Regions from separate parts of the Mus musculus genome. Here regions 2, 3 and 4 are each linked to region 1. A link is a contact called in public HiChIP or PLAC-seq and promoter capture Hi-C data. All regions are on one chromosome and are shown on one strand. Each heading gives the region's core, a stretch centred on a gene start, on an enhancer-like site or on the middle of the called end of the contact. The rest is flanking DNA. Distances are from core to core; before and after follow the strand shown. Region 1 holds the start of Lmbr1 (limb region 1). Region 2 holds the start of Adgrf3 (adhesion G protein-coupled receptor F3). Region 3 holds the start of Tyms (thymidylate synthase). Region 4 overlaps Rbm33 (RNA binding motif protein 33).

What was found. Promoter capture Hi-C pulls out the DNA fragments that hold promoters and counts their contacts. HiChIP or PLAC-seq counts read pairs in DNA pulled down with a chosen protein or histone mark.
Region 2: a contact with region 1 is called in a promoter capture Hi-C map of the HPC-7 cell line, with 4 times the contacts expected there. The contact joins the promoter of Adgrf3 here to the promoter of Lmbr1 in region 1. A contact is called at or near these places in 8 of 39 promoter capture datasets (3T3-L1-derived adipocytes, the C10 cell line, the HPC-7 cell line and 4 more), 1 of 15 datasets of contacts at CTCF or cohesin (large pre-B cells), 4 of 484 Hi-C or Micro-C datasets (B cells, the HL-1 cell line, pre-B cells and 1 more) and 1 of 115 datasets of contacts at active chromatin or transcription factors (stem cell-derived neural progenitor cells).
Region 3: a promoter capture Hi-C map of embryonic stem cells shows a contact between it and region 1, with 3 times the contacts expected there. The contact joins the promoter of Tyms here to the promoter of Lmbr1 in region 1. A contact is called at or near these places in 3 of 39 promoter capture datasets (embryonic stem cells, hippocampal neurons and liver), 1 of 15 datasets of contacts at CTCF or cohesin (the NIH/3T3 cell line), 1 of 484 Hi-C or Micro-C datasets (the N1E-115 cell line) and 2 of 115 datasets of contacts at active chromatin or transcription factors (bone marrow-derived macrophages and embryonic forebrain).
Region 4: an H3K27ac HiChIP or PLAC-seq map of embryonic stem cells shows a contact between it and region 1, with 8 times the contacts expected there. The contact joins the enhancer-like site here to the promoter of Lmbr1 in region 1. A contact is called at or near these places in 5 of 39 promoter capture datasets (cranial neural crest, frontonasal cranial neural crest, hippocampal neurons and 2 more), 9 of 115 datasets of contacts at active chromatin or transcription factors (bone marrow-derived macrophages, embryonic fibroblasts, embryonic hindbrain and 5 more) and 2 of 9 other capture datasets (adipose tissue and pancreatic islet).

The regions. Positions count from the first base shown.
Region 1 is chr5:29,376,501-29,380,013 of GRCm38.p6, reverse strand. It overlaps Lmbr1 (limb region 1), which reads left to right and starts at 1,624. Exons shown (of 17, transcript NM_020295.3): 1 at 1,624-1,887. The coding sequence starts at 1,822.
Region 2 is chr5:30,203,860-30,206,984 of GRCm38.p6, reverse strand. Adgrf3 (adhesion G protein-coupled receptor F3) reads left to right here and starts at 1,263. Exons shown (of 14, transcript NM_001014394.2): 1 at 1,263-1,369; 2 at 2,584-2,644. The coding sequence starts at 1,280.
Region 3 is chr5:30,071,497-30,075,031 of GRCm38.p6, reverse strand. It overlaps Tyms (thymidylate synthase), which reads left to right and starts at 1,407. Exons shown (of 7, transcript NM_021288.4): 1 at 1,407-1,671; 2 at 3,325-3,398. The coding sequence starts at 1,485.
Region 4 is chr5:28,398,796-28,401,959 of GRCm38.p6, reverse strand. The region is part of intron 15 of Rbm33 (RNA binding motif protein 33); the gene reads right to left. Among named protein-coding and RNA genes, the nearest start is that of 9530036O11Rik, 67 kb to the left of the region's middle. Within about 2 kb of position 1,764, at least 39 of the 459 cell types and tissues checked have an H3K27ac peak or open chromatin away from gene starts, as enhancers often do. A contact at or near this core is called in embryonic stem cells, where this site is marked.

The sequences.
Region 1 (3,513 bases), core at 375-2,874:
ATAAATTCCGATTGCGCCAGGTGTGGTGGCGCATGCCTTTGGTCCCAGCACTCAGGAGGCAGAGGCAGGCGGATTTCTGAGTTCGAGGCCAGCCTGGTCTACAGAGTGAGTTCCAGGACATCCAAGGCTACACAGAGAAACCCTGTCTCGAAAAACAAACAAACAAAATAAATAAATAAATTCCACGTGGTTCACTCAGGGGGTCCTCGGTAAGCTAAGGCTCCCTGGAGTCTTACAGTGCTTGGCAGGGGAGTGGTGTCCATTTTTGAAGTTGGTTATCTTGGCTAAGTTTAAAAGTGCCAAAGAAAATGAAACAAATAAAACTGAATGAAAGCTGGGTAAGCTTCCATGAATAGCCCTGCAACAGAAATGTAAGGGTTTAAATGGTTGCAGTATTCAATTGGAAAGATGTGAAATACTTTCTGGAATATCTGCCCCAGAGCTACACACCTCAAAAGCTGATGTGTTTATCCTTTGATTTGGACAGATTAGCCCAGGAATCATCCAGATCAGTTCAGGTGGGTATTTAACCTAGCTCCCAGAACGCGGTTGTCCAGGAAAAAGGTCTTTTTCCTTGTTCTTTAGGGCTGAGACATTTAAAGACACGTCAAAGGCAAACTGGTTTGAATTCAGACACGTTGTTGCTGACTGATGAGCCTGCTGTATCGGGAACACACGCTGGGAGCAAGACTCAGGTTCCCCAGGCTCTTCTACCAAATGAACCCAGAATCAAAATTGCAAATAATCCTTTTAATTCCAGCTGTTTTGGCCCAGGCCTTTAATCATGACTCCCCGGAAGCAGAGGCAGTCGGATCTCTTGAGTTTCAGGACAACCAGGACTGCATAGAGAACCCTGTCTAGAAAATCCAAATCAACCAACCAAATACTCCTTTAAATTCCAATTTTAAAACAAAAATTGCATAATGAAGGGAAATGGCTGTGTTGGCATACTTAGTCGTGCCTCATATCAAGGGCGTTGTTTAAGGCCTACAGAGGATCATTAACCATCAGAGCCCATCTTCAGACCTGGGGGCCCTAGGCTATCTCAGTTCTCCAGGACAGCGGCTCTCCTATCTCCGCAGAGGCAGAAGGACTTCAGAGTGCTAAGCTGCAACGGCTTTCCCGCTTTGCACTTGCTTGGGAGAGAAATTTTCCGTAGTAGGCCCTAGGTCTTTAAGGTTGGTCGAGCCCAGTGCTAAACTCAGATTCTGAGAACAAGGGTGGAGCAAGGCGTGATCCAAAAGCCCCGGGGTGATCCAAAAGCTTCAATAAACAAGTGAGGGCGGGTGCACCTGTGCCCGGATCTCCAAATCCCGTTCGCACCAGGGCTTCCGCCTCTAGACCTCATCCCCTGCCTGGAGCTTCGGCCCGCCCTTACTCTGGGCAATGACTAACAAGGCTGGACCACAACACTTCAGGCCCAGCTCCGAGATTTATGTCCTGCTGCAGCACGCGTCAGAAGGCCACTTCAGTCCAGGACCCTAAAAACCCCGCCCCCGTTCCTCCAGTCTCTCTCCAAGGCGCCTAGCGACCTTCGGCCCAGCGCCCCACGCGCAGAGGCGCTCTTCTCTGACGTACGGCGCTCTCAGAGTGACGCACAAGTCCCGCCCCGACCTCAAGCCCCGCCCAGGCTGTGGCCATTCCCCGCCTCTTGTATCTTGAACCGCTTCTCCCTGAGCTCAGGCGGCGTTTTCCGATCCTGCTGCGGTCTAGGTGGCGTTTCTGTCCGGCCACGAGAGACTGTATAGCCCCGCCGCCCGCGGGCAATGGTGCGGCGGAGCGCGCAGACGCGGGCGGCCCTGCGGTGGGTATGAAAGGAGGATGGAAGGGCAGGACGAGGTGTCGGCGCGGGAGCAGCACTTCCACAGCCAAGTGCGAGAGTCCACGGTGCGTGGTCGGGCGGTTCCCTGGTGCTGCGCCGCGCGTTGGACCCAGGAGCGCAGCGTAGACCAGCACGGTCCCATAGTTTCTTCCCGGACCCTTCACGCATGTTGGCCTTCCAGCACCCCACTGGGTCTGCTGCAGACTGACTCCGACGCCCCGCATCACTTGAGACCCGTTCACCTGCTCCCCATCTTCTCACCTCTGTCACCTCCTGCTCTGTCACCCTACTGCTCTCTCCTCTTGTAGGTCTCCCTCGCGCCACCAGCGTTCTCTCCCCTCCTTTCTGTCCTCTCCTTACCTATGTTCCCTCCCCTTCATTCTAACTTCCTATCTTTCTCCTGTCACCTTTATACCCACCCACCACCCCGTACCTATGTCTTCCTTCCGCTGCGTCACCTGTGCTCCTCCCTTTCCCTGAGCTCCCTCCTATCATTTCTGCCCGCTTCCAGTCACCTGTGCCCACCTCTGGTCACCTGAGTTCGGCTCTCCTCCCAACACTTGTAGCCCGTCATCATCGGACCTCCTCAGTCACCTACACTTAACCTGCGTCCATTTCTCCTATACTCTCCCTATGCGTCCATTCAACTCATCTGCACCTTTATCATCTGCTTCACCATCTTCACCTGAGTTTATCCCGCATCTCCTGCTAACTGAGGGTATAGGGTGATGGGTGGCTGCCTCTTTTCTTCTAGCCGGGCGTGGTACCTGGTATCTGGGCTGAGCTTGCTGTGGCTCAGCTGTAAGTACAGACACCTGGCTTCCCAAGCTTCCAGCCCTGCAGTGGCTCTGGCCTCCCACCCGCATCTCCCTATACTCACACCCTCTCTAAACCCCTCTATCCAGGACAGAGTTAAAAACTTCCCGAGGAGTGTAGACAAGTCTTTCGTAGGAAGGGCGAGAGCAGGAACCTACAGTGCTGTCAAACAACTGCTCTGGAAAGGATGGACCCCTTTCATCCTGCTGTTTCTAGCAGGTCAGGAAGCCAGCTTGGCTCCCTAAGGTCTCTTTTGATGAGTGCCTTTCAGGATGCCCTACACTATTGTAAAAGAATTAGTTTGTGTCCCCATAACTCTGCAAAGTATGTTCAAGTTACATATTTGCATTCACCTCTCTTCTAGTTCACGTTCCCCTCTCAGTCACACCCTTGGTTTGAGGGAAACATTCTGGTTCAGTTTGTGCAGTTACTGATTTTGAAAACTGAGAACTGGCTTGCCGAGTCATACTGAAGTAAGAGGAGATGCATTAAATCTGAGTTGATAGAGTTTAGTACAATGTAGTTGGTTAATTTTTATTTTTATTACTTCTTTGATTATTTCATACAATGTATTTTGAGCACATTCATCCCTCCCCAGCCCCTCCCGGACCTCTCTCCACATTCCCAACTTCATGACTTTTTTTTTTTTAAACCATTTGAATCAAATTTGTGCTGCCTTTCCATGCTTGGGTGTGTGGGCATTTATCGGAGGTTATGGTTGACCTATGAGTAGCGCACTTTAAAAAAAAAACTGACTCTTTTTTAGCAGCTGTCAGTTGTCAATAACTCCTCAGATAGGGGTGGGTCTTCATGTTTACTTCTTTCTTCATACTGAGATTTTTGACTGACTTGGGCTTGCCCAGGTTTTGTATGCA
Region 2 (3,125 bases), core at 14-2,513, 830 kb before region 1:
GTCCAATCTACACAGTGAGTTCTAGGACATTCAGGGCTACACAGAGAAACCTTGTCTTGTAAAACAAATCAAAACAAAAAATTACCCTGAAAGACCCTCGAGGGGAGACCCTCACTCAGACACTCAAGTCCCGGGACAGCCGCGTACCCAAGAAGACACTGAGACCATACATAAAATGTAGAAGGCAAGATTTAATAAGGCAGCAACATGAAAGCACACAGACCAGAGCTCTGGGGTCGAAATAAAGCAGCAACATGGAAGCACACAGAGCTCTGGGGTCGAAACTCATACACCTTAGCACAGGGTAGAGGAGTCTCGACGGTCAGCCAGAATTTTTCACAGGCTTATATAGTAAAACTCAAAGGGGGAGAACTGGGCAGGGAAAGTACAAGTTTACATCACTAGGGAGTTCTGCCAAGGGACAAGGGGTTCTGCCAAAGGATTCTACGTAACTAAGGAGTCATGTCCTATCAAGGAACCTACGTAACTAAGGAGTACCTGGTTCATTTTGAGGTTGTTCCAGGAGGCCTTTATCTCAAAAATGTTTTTGGAACAGTTTTTAGTTGGGAGGGTTCAAACTTTAGGGTGAGGAGTTTTGGGGTGAAAAGTTTAGGAGTGTTCTGGGAACAATCTCTAGATGGGAGGGGGTGGGCTCCGAGGTAAAAAATTCATGTTCTCACAAGAGGCCAGTAATTTTCTATTCTTCAACCCAGCCTGAGGTATTCTGACATACAAATACAGGGGACGGATTCAAGGTGTTTGATGGAACAAGAGCTGGCTTTCTTGTACCATGTGTGTTCCAGGGACCAGTTCAGGCTGTGGAGTTTGGCGGCAAGCTCCTTTACCCTCTGAGGCATCTTGCTGCCCCCTTTATAGTCTTTTCTAACCTTGGTTCAGTTTTGAAGGTCTAGCTTCCTGGAGGCATTCCAAAATGATCCAAGTTTCCTAGGCCCTGGGGACCATGCCTGAACCTGCCTCTGTGACCTGTTGTTTTTTGTGACGTGGTACCTGTGTCCCCTCCGCCTGCCCAGGAGAACCAAGGCACACTCCTCTCACAGAATCATGTGGGGGTCCAGGTGGCCCCAGTGACCTGGAAGCATATCTGCCCGAATCACAGGCTGTGACACTTGCTCTGTCAACTCACCTTGGCTCCCTCTGATCTTTCCTCCCTTCCTTCAGTAATAGCCCTGCCAGCTGGGGCGGGGGGTGGGGGGGGGTGGGGGGAGGAAATTTGCATCCTGGAACAGCCGGAGGGCTTTAGGGACTGCTGCGTTGAGCCATGTCCTCTCTAGCTCTCTCCCAGCTGCTCCTGGCCGTGACTCTTCCCCTGCTGGAGTTGGAGCCAACATTTGTCCCCACAGCCCAATCAGTAAGTACTGGGGTGAGTGAGGACCCTGGGGAGACCTGCAGAGGCCACAGTCAGAGCCACAGGTTGTGAGGAACCACAGGGTGTAGGATGAAAGGTGGAAGGAAGGGACCAGCTTGCCCCCAAGAAGGCAATCTTCCTGCCCAGGGTGAGGGGACACTTCCATAGCTTTACCTGAGTCCCCATGACACCCTACGACACCTGCTGCTCTTTTGGCTACCAACTTACAATGAAATGAGAAGAAAACCTTTGCAGATGTAGAAGCTTATTAGCATAGACGATGGGAAAGAGTCTGAGGAGAAGCGTGGAGCCTAGGCTTGCATTTTATTATCTATTTATCTACAGCTCCTAATCTACTGCAATCCCCAGATCTAAATATCCCTATCTGTAGCTTCCTCTGTGGCATGTCTTATCTATAGCCTATCCTTGCCTGCACCTGTTTGTTTGTTTGTGTTATATCCTCCTAGTTTTCATGTACTTCCTTGTTTTTATTTTCTGTGTGGATCTTCTGTGTTGCCCAGGCTGCTCTTGAACCCTTGCACTTAAGTAAGGGATACTCCTGCCCCATTATCTTAAGTAAGGGATACCCCTGCCCCATTATCTTAAGCACTGGGATTATTGTACAGGCTTGAACCACCATGTCTGGCTTCCTTCTGGTTTTATTATTTATATTTTGGGGTGATTGTTGTTAGTTAGTTTGTTTGTTTTTTAAATAAAGGTTCACTCTGTTGCCCAGGCTGTCCTTGTACTTGCTACAGTCTTCCTGCTTCAGTCTCCTGGGTGCTGAGATTGCAAGTGTGAGCTGCCATCTGGTTTTAGATGCATACACACATGGGATTTTGAGAGGAAAACATGGGTTAATTTGCAGGACCCTGACTCCTTGTTGGAGCTCTGGACCCAGCCATTTCAATTAGCCTAGAGGCCCAGGGACAGGTCAATTCAGGAAGGAGCTAAACAAAGCATGTTGACTTCCAGGGTGTGCCTGGTTCCTGGTTTCAGGTGAGGCTGCTGGCCCTGGCAGGGTCCCTGGAATTGTGCCCCTGTCCCCGTTTCTGAACATCCTTTTCTCCCTCCAGATACTTACATTTGACCTCTGGCCTAAAGAAGAACTTCTAAGAGACCAAGTCACACCAGAGTAGCCAGGCTGCCCCTGAGGGTACCCTGGCAGGAACTTGAGACCAGCCTCTCTCCTCAGAGTCTCCTCTATCTCTTTCCAGGAGCTCAGTCCATATGGAGGGAAATCTGGGCAGCAACTGAACCAGTACAGTGGAGAAGGGGGTGAGTGGAAGGACTGGGGGGCAGGGGTATCAAGAAAGGGGAAAGGAGCCGGGCTTGGTGGTGCACGCCTTTAATCCCAGCACTTGGGAGGCAGAAGCAGGCGGATTTCTGAGTTTGAGGCCAGCCTGGTCTATAAACTGAGCTCCAGGACAGCCAAGGCTATACAGAGAAACCCTGTCTCGAAAAAAACCAAAAAAAAAAAAAAAAACAAAACAAAAAAAAAAAACAACAAAGCCGGGCGTGGTGGTGCACGCCTTTAATCCCAGCACTCGGGAGGCAGAGGCAGGCGGATTTCTGAGTTTGAGGCCAGCCTGGTCTACAAAGTGAGCTCCAGGACAGCCAGGGCTATACAGAGAAACCCTGTCTCGAAAAAACAAAAAACAAAAAAAGGGGGTGGGGTGGGGAGGAAGAAACAGAAAGGGCCACAGTGAGGCTCTGGGGGTGGGGGTGGGGGTGGGGCTCTCCAGCTCTTTAGCTGTGA
Region 3 (3,535 bases), core at 158-2,657, 700 kb before region 1:
ACAGAACTTAGAAACAGAAACTAAACAGAGACACATGGACACTAACAGAAGTTATGAAACAAATGGATTTAACAGATAGCTACAGAACATTTTATCCTAAAACAAAGAATATACCTTCTTCTCAGCACCTCATGGTCCCTCCTCCAAAATTGACCACATAATTGGTCACAAAACAGGCCTCAACAGATACAAAAATATTGAAATTATCCCATGCATCCTATCAGATCACCACAGACTAAGGCTGATCTTCAATAACAGCATAAATTACAGAAAGCCAAAGTTCACGTGGAAACTGAACAACACTCTACTCAATGATATCTTGGTTAAGGAAGAAATAAAGAAATTAAAGACTTTTTAGAGTTTAAAGAAAATGAAGCCACAACATACCCAAACATACGAGAACAATGAAAGCACTCCTAAGAGGAAAACTCAGCTCTGAGTTCCTCAAAAAGAAACTAGAGAGAGCACACACTAGCAGCCTGACAGCACACCTATAAGTTCTAGAACTAAAGGAAGCAAATTCACCCAAGAGAAGTAGATAGCAGGAAATAATCAAATTTAGGGTGGAAATCAACCAAGTGGAAACAAAAAGAACTATTCAAAGAATCAATCAAACCAGGTGCTGGTTCTTTGAGAAAATCAACAAGATAGATAAACCCTTAGCCAGGCTAACTAGAGGGCAAAGGAACAACATCCTAATTAACAAAATCTGAAATGAAAAAGGAGACATAACAACAGAACCAGCGGAAATCCAAAACATCACCAGATTGTATTACAAAAAGCTATAGTCAACACAACTGGAAAACATGGATGAAATGGACAATTTCCTAGACGGATACCAGGTTCCAAAGTTAAATCAGGATCAGATTAATGATCTTAACAGTCCCATTTCCCCTAAAAAAGTAGAAGCAGTCACTAATAGTCTCCCAAACAAAAAAAGCCCAGGACTTAGCACAGAGTTCTATCAGGCCTTCAAAAAGACTTAATTCCAATTCTCAAACTATCCCACAAAACAGAAACAGAAGGTCCTCTACCCAATTCATTCTATGAAGCCAAAATTACTGTGGTTCCCAAACTACATAAAGATCCAAGTACAAGTATCGTATAAGCCAAAGGCTCTTTTTGAGACTGGGTCTCAAGTACCTAGGCTGGCCTTGAACTTGCTATGAAGTGAAGGCTTGCCTTAAACTCCAGATCCTCTAGCCGACTCAATCTCCCAGGAGCTGGGATTTAATGGCATGCATCCCCACACCCTGATCCTATAGGCTCTTAATGCCATAATAGGGTAAATACAGATTTGAGAAAGTGGGCAGGTGTTTGCCTTGCAAGCTGTAACCACTTCTGTCACGTGGGGGCGGGGTCTGCCACGGATTCTGGCGGCCGGAAGTTTCCCAGCAGGAAGAGGCGGGCTGGTGTTGGAGGAAAAGAGCGCCAGGAAGGTCCTGGTTTTGTCGCTGACTACACTGCTGCCAGACTGCTCCGTTATGCTGGTGGTTGGCTCCGAGCTGCAGTCCGATGCTCAGCAGCTGAGCGCGGAAGCCCCACGGCATGGAGAACTCCAGTACCTGAGGCAGGTGGAGCACATTTTGCGCTGCGGCTTCAAGAAGGAGGACCGCACGGGCACTGGCACCCTGTCGGTGTTCGGCATGCAGGCACGATACAGCCTGAGAGGTAACTGGGGCTGGTCTGCATTAGCGGGAGGACGTCCGGCAGGCAAGCTGGGCACGCGGAGACGCCGGGCGAGCGTTCTTGGATAGCCCTAACCCGGGCTCTGAGGTTCTAGGAGTCCTAAACTTCCCGTGCGCGACCCAGGTGACAACTACTTCAAGTAAACCAGGTTCTGAAGGTCTGCCTTTGACCTTAGTCCCTGTTAAACCTTTTCTCCCGAATCCAGTTTCAACCAGTTGTGCGGCCCAGAGGGAGGGAGTGGGAAGAAACCTGCGGGAGCTTGTCCAAATCCTGCTCTGAGGTCTTGACTTTGCTCCTCTTCTTCCTCCCCTTATCTCCTGCTCCCCTTTGCTGCTGCTTTTAAAATTGGAGCGAAAATGGCTTGGGCGGTGCTACGGCTGCGCGGGAAAGGGGGAGACCCGGGCCTTAGGCGGGAACTGTGGGGTTTTTCCTTCCAACAGCCTTGGCTTTTATATTTTATTTTATTTTATTTTATTTTATTTTATTTTTGGTTTTTCGAGACACAGTTTCTCTGTGTAGCCCTGGCTGTCCTGGAACTCACTTTGTAGACCAGGCTGGCCTCGAACTCAGAAATCCGCCTGCCTCTGCCTCCCAAGTGCTGCAGCCTTGGCTTTTAAAGAGTAACAAGAGGCTGTTGAGGAGCAAAGGATGGAATCAACCACAGGGCCTGGAAGGGCACAGAACCTCCTAGGTGTTGGCTGAGGATGGGGGTGCTAATGGTGGCATTCAGGAAACATGAAGAGCAACCTGACACTGGAGTAGAGAGTAGCTTTGAGTGGGGATATGGCCGCTCTTAGGACATTTGCTTAGTCTCAAACATTTTCTGGAGCTGTAAACTACAGCTTCTACTGCACAGATTGGTCCAGCCTAAAGGACCTCCCAAGAATTGTGGACCCTGATGAACCACAGACCTTTTAATTCACGTCCTCTGCTTAGACTGTGGACAGGTTTTTTTTTTTTTTTTTTTTTTTTTTTAAAGTATAGTTGTGTTTTGTTTTTGTCCTTTACCTCTCTAGTGTTCATTCAGCTTTTCGATGATGTTAAAGCTGGAAGTAGTGCTCTGGTTGCAAAACCTTCACTCAGACTACACCACTAACCTGAGCATTTTCACTTTGCCTTGTGGGTTGCCTCACCTGCACCACCCCTTTGCCTCTTAAGCTGTGGACACTTGTGCATTTCCTTTGGGTACCTGCGAAGTGGAGGTCACAAAGTTCCCTGATAGCCATTCCGAGGAGTAAACAATTCTGTTTCCATATACTAGGTCAGTTTGCTTTCCAAATATTTGAAAACTGTTCAGTTTTTACATGATTGATATCACCTCTATGCCCATGGCATAGTGGACTTGGGGCGAGGTGCTTTTAGGCTGTGTCTGAGGCCACATTTTGTATGATGCCATTACAGCCCAGTGATCGAATTCACAGTGGCTGATTAGTGGGTGGGGACTTTTTGCCACATGGGTATCCCCTGGAGAACTGTGGTGTCCTCACTGACTTGCCGGGTAGCTGGGCAGGAGCTCTCTTTTCCTGCAGCTGCTCCAGGGTCTTGGGTCCCAGGCACTTGCCCTCCGCAGAGAAAGCTGGATGGTGGCTTGCTGTGTTTTCCCACGTTTTAACTGTATGACAAACTGTTTTTCAGATGAATTTCCTCTGCTCACAACCAAACGAGTGTTCTGGAAGGGTGTTTTGGAGGAGTTGTTGTGGTTTATCAAGGTAAGGGTAGTGCTGCTGTTGGAAGCTGTCAGGCTTCACAGTCCCAGTCTTAGAAGTCAAGCTTGCAGCTGGTAGCCATTCCCACTTCTCTGGTTCATTTTCCAGTTCTGTTTTCTCCCTCCCACCTATCCTGCTCT
Region 4 (3,164 bases), core at 515-3,014, 980 kb after region 1:
GGCCCATTTCCAGACTCTCCTACTCTCTGTACTCAACCCAATGCCCTTCCTTCAGTTAGGAACTGCTACAGTTACACACCCCACTCCCTACACACATACCAGAAAGACCCACTCCTTTACTCCACTCAGAAGCCATTCATTTCTCCAGGTCTCCTTGCTATGTTGCCCATCCCACTTTACTTCTGCTTGTACCTATTATACACTCAAAATCCACGGAGTGCTCAGTTTACTACAGAGCTCCATCCACAAAGGCAGGCCTGCTTTTGTATGCAGCTCAATCACCACAAATGCCTAGTGCCTCAGTTCATGTCATATCTGCTGTGACAACTGAGACCATGGCTTCTCTGCAGGCTCTTATTAGATCTCACTGCTGTTAGCATGTCCTTCCTCCCTGAGTAACTGGGGCAGCCAGAAGCCTCACCAAAATGCATAAACACTAGAATCCAAAGATCTTACCCTGAAGGGCAAGTCCCCAGATAGCCTCTCCTCCCATTAAGTGTCCTATGTCCTGGCTAGTAGTATCACAGAAGCAGATCTTGGCTAGCCCCTGAGGTACAAAAGAGACTCACTTCAAAGATTCAAATATATTCGATTTCTCTTTGACTACCATATAACTCTAATAGAATGTAGTAAAAGAAAAAAAAAGATATACATATGTATATATTGTCTGCCAATAATCTTTCAAGATATAGGAAATCTCAGTAAAACCCAGCCGGCTCAGCAGTACCTTGATGATTGCAACTTGATGATCTTTGCAACTCCCAGAACAAAGCACAGACCTGCATTAAGGACAATGGTGTCCTGACCACTGATAGCCATGATCTTACATATCCTCCAAAGGCCATGGTTAAAGATGTGGTTGATCTCCAACCTGTGGTGTTCCTGGAAGACTGAATAGGGCATCAGAAAGTGCCCCAGTTATATGGCACTTTTCTTCCTAAGCATAACATGAGGCCATCTTGGGATAGAGAATACTATGGCTCAGCAGCCAGGGCAAAATAATGGTTACAATGGGTCATTGTAATTGTAATGGAAGAGATGGTCCCAGAGTCTCACCTAGGATTCTGCCATGGCTCTTTCCTGCCCTCCTGCAGCTATAAATGATCTTAGGAAATGCTAGCATATATAAGACATGGGAGCTTCACTGAAAAGTAGAACTCCATGATGCATCTTTTATGAGGTCGTTGTCTACAATGGAGTGGGACATGGTAGTGATACAACTTGGAGGTCACTTACATCCTTGTAAGTTACCCTTCCTCTATGCTCTGTAAACTCATTGGCTTACCAAGGTGGATTTGGGTAGAATTGTATTTTGTCTGTCACTGTAATCCATGGGCAAATATTTTTTCGTGTCATCTCAGGGAAAGCTAATGACTGGAGAGATTTTTGAGATGACCTCAGCTCCTTTCTCTTCCTCTGCCCAGCTGCTAGGAGAAAAGAAGGCCTTCTCTGTATAACGCTGAAGAGGTGAGGCTTAGAAACTGTGGCTCAAAACCTGACTTGGTGAGACAAGGTAAACCTTTTTTCTTCTTTAAAACCAATTACTCACCTTTTCACAGTAATGAGAAGCTGATGAACACAGCAGCCCCTGTTATCTGTGTTCCAAGGAACTAAAGACTTCTAAAGAAAAGACCCACCCCAGAGCCACACAGAAAAAGGCTGAGACACATCAAACAAGAGTTTGAGTATAGGGAAATAAGCATACATTCAAAGAACAATGGAGAGTTCTCTATGGACACAGAAGCCAATAAGAAGAGAGCCCCTCTAGCGAATCATGATGAGATCTAGCATCAACGTAAATAATGGCCGTGACAGTTCACTGAAAAACCCAAACCTCACAAAGCTGACTAAAGTTAAGAAAATGAACAAGTAAGAGCAGATACACAAGGCACACTAGAACTGGACACATCAGTGCTGGATGGTAAGAAGATAGTGTAGTAAGTGGGGCACTCAGAGCTCCTTCCCAACTACAACTTACAGTGGGTAAGGCCAGCTGTAGAAAAGACTTGGCAAACACTGCCTCACCTAAGTCATTAAAGCTAATCTCAGCAATATAGGGCAAGTCTGCACAGCCACACCAAGGACACATTCCCTTCTATGTCGAGCCTGCCAAACACAAACAACCTCAAACATATCAGAAGAAGCAATAGATAAGATGTAAATTACAGCAAAGGCCACAAAAATCACAGACTGTAGTCTTTTAAAAGGTCAAAGGCAAGCAACATAAAAACCAAGAGACTGCTCCAGACTAAAAGGAGACCAGAAATCAAACATATGGCTCTGGGTGAGACCCCAGGCTAGGCTGGTGCACTATACAGTGTGTAGCTACAGTCTCTAGTGCCTCTGGCCTAAGGCAGCACTCTGTACCTCCAATCTTCTCATAAACCACCGGAGGAAGAGAAATTACTTAGTCATAAATGGACATTGAAATACAGAGAGACAGAGGGTGGGGGTGGAGGAGCAAATGCAGTACAAGATAGAAACCCCTGGTGGATGTGGGAAAGGGACAAGGCCTCAAATTTTCTCTTTCATCCAAGATGTAACAAAACGAAATTTAGCCTGTGACCCACAGAAAGAGGGACCCACACACTGTCTCTAAAGGAAGCCTGGTGAGAAGGACGGAGATACCCTCACTGCCTCTCTAAGACAGGGAAGAAGAGGGACAAATTCACCCCATTTTCCAAAGCAAGCTCCCATAGATCAACTGAGGTCTTCCACGGGATAGTAGGACAGCCTTTAAAAACAAATACAAAGAAGCCCACTGCGGACCAGCCAGCTTTCCTGCTGGGTGGGGGTCCTGAGTCTCTCCCACTTCTCCATGTGCTCAAAGAAGACAACTGTTTACTTAGTTTGCTGCCAAATTTCTAAATCTTTCATAACCGGGATCAGGATAAAGTATCTGCCTACTTTCCACTTTCTCCCTTCAACCAAAGGATAGTTCCCGGAAAGGAACTAGGCCTTTGTTTTACTGATAAGCAAAGATGTAAATCAAGTAACCAAGGTCACTCAGAGGTGAGCTGGGTTTCACCTCTCAGGAGCCAGAAGAGGCTGAAGGCTTTGTTTTAACTGCTTGTTTCTAAGGTTAATCAGAGAAGGACTGATGGTCCCAGCAGTCACAGGAAATAAACTTTTGATGTTTCCTACCTTTGCTTTTATTATTAAAT